2 separate regions of the Zea mays genome follow, and region 1 is linked to region 2. The links are chromatin contacts, called in public Hi-C maps. All regions are on one chromosome and are shown on one strand. The core of a region is the stretch at or near the end of the contact, and the rest is flanking DNA. Distances in the headings are between cores, read along the strand shown. Region 1 holds the start of LOC100274391. Region 2 has its middle 25 kb from the start of LOC103636314.

Evidence for each region. Hi-C and Micro-C count contacts between places; a contact is called where the count stands out from the background.
Region 1: a Hi-C map of tassel shows a contact between it and region 2, with 5 times the contacts expected there. The contact joins the promoter of LOC100274391 here to the enhancer-like site in region 2. A contact is called at or near these places in 2 of 25 Hi-C or Micro-C datasets (ear and tassel).

The regions. Positions count from the first base shown.
Region 1 is chr1:73,359,943-73,362,954 of Zm-B73-REFERENCE-NAM-5.0, reverse strand. It overlaps LOC100274391, which reads right to left and starts at 1,509. Exons shown (of 8, transcript NM_001148751.1): 1 at 1,296-1,509; 2 at 801-885; 3 at 564-609; 4 at 352-466; 5 at 193-272; 6 at 1-110. The coding sequence starts at 1,299. It overlaps LOC100278607, which reads right to left. Exons shown (of 5, transcript NM_001151829.1): 3 at 2,890-3,012; 4 at 2,721-2,793; 5 at 2,334-2,503. The coding sequence ends at 2,496.
Region 2 is chr1:73,100,786-73,103,906 of Zm-B73-REFERENCE-NAM-5.0, reverse strand. No RefSeq gene overlaps it. Among protein-coding and RNA genes, the nearest start is that of LOC103636314, 25 kb to the left of the region's middle. Within about 2 kb of position 1,831, at least 15 of the 20 cell types and tissues checked have an H3K27ac peak or open chromatin away from gene starts, as enhancers often do. A contact at or near this core is called in ear and tassel, where this site is marked.

The sequences.
Region 1 (3,012 bases), core at 260-2,759, 260 kb before region 2:
AGGCCCGGCCTGTCGGTCCCCGTTAGCTCTATCAGGGTGTGGTCGGAGGACGGCTCCACCCCGACGGCTCTCCTCCGCGAGGGAAGGAAGCAGGAGTCAGGCCCGATAGACTGCATGCGCCAGGACGACATGGTTCACGGATTCATCAACAAACTGAACGATGGTGCGTGATGGCAAACAATATTTGGCTACCTTGTAAATGTAGTCTTTTATTCCTTGCAGCACAGATTCGTCCGTTATCTTGTGCCCACTTTGGTTCGTCACAGTGAAGACTGGCAGCAGAAACGTACCCAAACAGCTTAGAAATCGACGAAAAAGGAATTGAACGAAACCAATGGCTCTCCTACATACCGTCCATGAACCATCCCCCGTCTGAGGATATGTATGCCTTCTTGACTATGAGCTTGAGGTCGGTGAGGACCTGCACTACCTCCAACAGTATCCCATACTTGTTCGCGCTGTCCACCTGTATCGTTCGAGCAAAAACTATGCCAGCTTCAGCTTCAGCTTCAGCTTCAGGCGCGAACAAGGGGAAACACGCGTTTGACATTCGAGGGACTCACATGGATGACTGTAGCATTTGGACATGATGTGTTGTCGATGGTGACCCTGAACTCGAGAAAAGAAAAAACATGAATCAACATGTTGCCTGCCTAGTATATAACCATGAAAAAACTTGGGATTGCACACTGGCAAGACTGACAGAGACTTTGCAGACTGGTAAGACTGAAAGTGGTTGAGGAAGGAACTGTTTTTCTCTGAAACAAGGAAACTGGTGAAGAGTCGGTTAGCATATATACCTTGGAGGGTTCATGTTTTGGATGAATTTCTGGTACTCGTCGTCACTGTCCCAAGAAGAATAATCCGCCTCTCCATCCGCTAATGCTGCTTCACGAAAAGAAACAAACGCTTCACTCAAGAGTCAAGATTGAACCGAACCGCAGCTGCAGACCAGAAATGCAAGAGAGAAAGAAAGTGTGGCCGCGTCCACGCGGTGATTGCGGGCTTGCGGCTACTGGGCGAAAGCAGGTAGAATGGGCTCCCCGAATCAAACAACCGAATTTCACCAACTCATCAGAAAAGAAAAGAAAAGGTAAAACTGAAGCGGGGACCATTTCCTTCCCCGAAGCGAAACAGAACCAGAACGGCGCAAACAAGGCAAAGAGTAAAAGTAACCTCGCCGCCGCCGCCGCCATAGAAGGAAAGGGCCCCCCGCCGCACGGGACGGGAGCAGGCCGGCCTGAGCGACACCAATAAAGGAAGGGAAGGAGGGAGACGGGCGGTGGCATACATACCCATGCTTGCCTGGTGATGATGGCAGCGATCGATGATTGCGCTCGCTCGATCTTGCAAAGAACCGAAAGCGGAGGGAGCCGCTGCCGGAACGGAAGAAGCCTCCCCTTCCTTCTCTCTCCCTCTCCCAAAGGCCACACCGGATGACAGGAATGGCAACTCCCCCTTGGAGTTGGAAAGGCAGGATTCTGCTTTTTGCCCACTCGAACGGTGAAGTGAAATGGAGCGCACACGCGCCCCAACCCCAACTAACACGCCCCTCAAATCACAGCTGTACTGCAGCAATCTTTCAGTCTATCTATATGTTATTTAGCTCTTTATTGATATTATATGACCAATCGAACTTATCTTTCTCGTAAAATTTATAGATTCATGTGCTAAAACTAGCTGTGAAATTACATGTCTCTCCTCTTTATTTCAGCAGTGAGCCTGTTATTGTACATCTGTAGTCCTGTACTCTGCTAGTGCGCTCGCGAGCTTCGGCGGCCCACCTGTCAGCCGCCTTGCTGCTTTTGAGCTGTGACTGTGACGAGACGAGCGAGGTAAGAGAGCGCGTGGGCCGTGCAATGCCTGTACCGCACCACACACACAGCAGAGGACTAGCAGAGGTGAGCATCCGACGGCCCAGCAACTCCGTTCCCGATCTACGTTCTGGCTGAACAATTGAATCTACATGCCCTTATACAAACTATAAACCTTTGGTTAGGGGTGAAAGCGAAAAGATCAATAATCAGCCGTCGTTTTTAACGTTGAATAACTACATTAAGGGCTAATTTGGCAATAAATAGACAAAAAACCTAGGGAAATTATCCACCAAGAGGATTTTAAATGACACTTTAATTCCCTGGGAGGATTTTTCCCACTTTAATGTATTTTCCTGTCACTCACTGTTTGGCAAACAAGGGGCTAAAAACCTCTCTGGAGACAAAATTCTTCAAAAAATCATAAAAATCAAAGAAAAATAGGAAATATTTAGAAAAACAAAAACACAATGAAACATCACTAAAAATGTAAAAAAAACAGCACATGACATGATCATCTAATATTCAACAAATTATTATAGCATAATAACAGAGTACAAGTCCAGTCATTATGAACTTTGACACTAGAATAAATTATTAGTTTAACTTCTTTTTTACAAGCTTCATGTGGATTGTTGTTCCATTTTTCTTCTCCATGTCAGCTTCAAGTGTTGCTTCCACTTAGCACTCTGCAAATACCAAGTAGCACCAATTGACACACAGTTTAGTTTACACCATGTACCAACATTTTACAACTAGGAAGTGACAAAAGCGAAGAAACTTGCAGAAGTATGCTGCTAACATGTTCTTGGAAGCTATGTTTTGTTACATGCTTAACTAAGGACATGCCTGATTTTGTGCTTTAGCCACATTCTTCGAACATTGTGGTTCTTTGTTGACACTCACCTTCATAAAGTGCTTCTAAAGAGTAGAAAAGAGGAAATGGCTTCTTGCGAAACCTTGCAACCTTTGGGTGAGCCTATTAAATGCAACATGAAATGTAATTAGTTCTCAGCAACAAAAAAGATCATATTGAATAAGAAAAGACATAATGTTATAAAAAGAATTTGCTTACACTAATCAACCTTGCCCAAACCTCTGGTTCAGCTAATATCATACATAGGGAGTCATTCCAACCAGTCCAACTTTCTTTTCTTGAATCTCTTACTGCTTTATAACTTGATTTAAGTTCTTTGTC
Region 2 (3,121 bases), core at 582-3,081:
ATGCCCGAGTTGCAGCCCAGTCACAGAATGGAAAATTTTATAATTTTAAACTGTAGGCTCGCCCGTACTCTCATCTAATTCCAGCAGCACGGACGCCCTTGCACGATTCACCGAGGCGTCACCAAGCGAGCAGCCGCGCCGCGCGCTGTTACTGTTCGTGATAGATTCGTAGGCCGCTGTAAATCGGACGAGGTGGCTGATTTGTTCTTGGCAAACCCAGAGGATTAAGATGGTTCATTTGTTCTTCCTTGCTGGTCAGCACGCTCCAACGTTGTTGCAATGGCTGGAATATTTTTCTTCTTGTTGTTGTTGTTATGGGCCTTAGGGACCGTTTTCTACTACCTCTATCTTTACTTACGCACATTCTCGGTAAATTGTTTAAATTTTGACTAGATATTATACCTTTAAAGGTATTAATGTTTTTTACACCAAATAAAAAATTCTGGAGATATATTTTATGAAAAATCTAATAATACTTATATTTATATTTTTATATACTAGCAAACATATACGTACGTTCCAACTATCAAACATTCATCATAAACGAAGATGAGGATGGTCTATATCTATCTATATTTATCATTTCTATAAAATTGCAATAAAATAATTTATTTTATGTTAACCATGGTATCCATATTATAGGTTATTATTGATCACAATGAGATAGTATCCTGTAAAGTATGTATTGAATTATATTGCAGCTTCGATACATTTTTACCTCTCATTGCAAAGCACAATATCGTTTAATGTACATTTATCTATTGTTGCAAAGTACAAAAAATATTTAGACACCAATATATTATAACAATAATTTTCATCATATCTATATGTTACCAGATGCTCCAATTAAATATTGAGCTTCATATTTTTTCACTAAAACCCATAGAAATATATAATTATATCGTAAAGCCAGTAAGAGTTAATTATTGACGTATCAAGTATTAGCTCGATAATTATGATGTGAGGCACTCTCGATTATCCACATGACAATCGTCATCGAGATTGCAGTTGCAGACATACATTTACTTAGACAGAATTAGAAGAAAAAAATTGTTCAAAAATCATATTTTTTTTGTTTCTAATGAAAACTATATCAACATCATGGTAGTGAAATTATTTGTTTTATAGACAGAAAGGGCAATGGTTCGAGGCCCGTCATACTGTATTTATTACTGACACTTTACATTTTCTTTTGCTGATAAAAATATATAACTTTTATGTTTTAATTAGGGAAAACATCAGCCATAAATCTAAGATGGAAACCAGAGAAGTAAACACTAATTGTATTTATTATTTGTTTTTAACTTTTATTTGTACGACAAAAAAACACCAGAACAAAGTATGAGCGGAGTCCAAGCAATAAATAATCTGCTTGAAAATACAAGGATTAAACTGTCATGCTAATTTTGTAAAATTAGATTGATGCCATGATGTGACATGAAAATGAACTAGTTTCTAACTTTTTAAAATTGGAGTGGTGTATATTTCTAATTAACCCAAATACAAACGGAGTCCAAAAAAACCGAGCGGGGCCAAATAAAGAAACAAAGGAGGAAGCAGACTCCCGATGGAACAGATACACGGACGCTGAAGAAAAAAAACACGCACCTGCTTGGACGGACGCCGCTAACAGAGATTTGATTCCCTCCTATCCGTTTCACTTCACCCCAAATGGAACAAGCTTTTTGAGAGTCCAGATACGAAATCAGTGACTCAAATGAATAGTTCATAATCGTGCTCATCAATTACAGATGGTTTAGAGAAAAGGTCAGAAGCCCCTGCGCAAAAGTGCTGGCGCCTCCCTGGTTGGACCGCCCGTGGGCCCTTTTGCCAGCTAGGCTCGGGTCACTGCCACGCTTGCTGGGCCGAATGTGGCCCATGGACGCTTTTTCCTGTTTTCAGTTTTTTTTCTTTTTATTCATTAAAAATTATAAAGAAAATTTCTGCTAGGAGACTTGGTTCGAATGTGTAGCAGGGTTTTAAATCTCGTTTGATGCCCGTTTAGCGTCAACAGTCCGGAACGAGAAACCGGCGAAAAACAACCAATTCTCACAAAATCCCGACCGGTTTCAGTTTCATCGATTTCTCGTTTTTTTCTCGCCGAGAAACCACCACAAGACAAGACACGGAGAAACCACCACCGGGCACCACGAGTGTTGCGGAGGCAACGACCAAGGGCTGTTTGGTTTCTATGGACTAATTTTTAGTCCCTACATTTTATTATATTTTAATTTCAAAATTACCAAATATAAAAACTAAAACTATATTTTAGTTTGTTTTAGTTTCTATATTTAACAATTTATAGACTAAAATGGAATAAAATAATGGGACTAAACATTAGTCTCTAGAAACTAAACACCCCTAATATGCAAGTAGTTATTATGTGTAAGTGTGCAAGCAGATCTTTTAGTCTGTTAGATCTGGATCTAACTGTACGCTATATTTAGCATTTAAATCCTCTCACCACCACTTTGTGTAGTTTTATAAAAAAAGCCTCTAACAAACCACGATTACACATACGGTTGAATCCAAATCCAACGGATCAAGAGAGCTGCGTGTACGCTTACATCTAATGACTGCTTGTATATTAGTCGTTGCCTATTGTGGAAGGATCGAACTCATTTGGCTCGGGCGTTGAAGTTGCATGTTGAATACGGAGATGGAGGTTGTGGTTCACAAACACCAGCTCATGATAGCAACAATATTGTATACTAATGTTTAGTAACAAATACCATACAATGTTGGACCACAGACAATATTGTCCACTCATAAAAATACTGACTAGTAATATTGTCTACTCAAAATAGATGACATCAACAAAATCTAACAGAAACATTAAACATAATTGTAATTATTCGAAAATATTCTCTGTTGTTGGCTAAAATATTCCCTACTAACGATAAAATCACAAAAATGCATGGAAACATTAAGCGGTACAAATAAAACACATTTAAGGGCCACAATTAGCGGGATCTCAGCTCGGCACCAATGAGCGATTTCTCGGTCCTAAATCTCGGGATCTGAGGTGAGAACATCTTATCGAGAGCACGGCTGAAGAAGCTCAGTGACGCAAACACGGGCAGGAACGGTTAGGGCTGGGCAAAATACTCGTGGCTCGTGA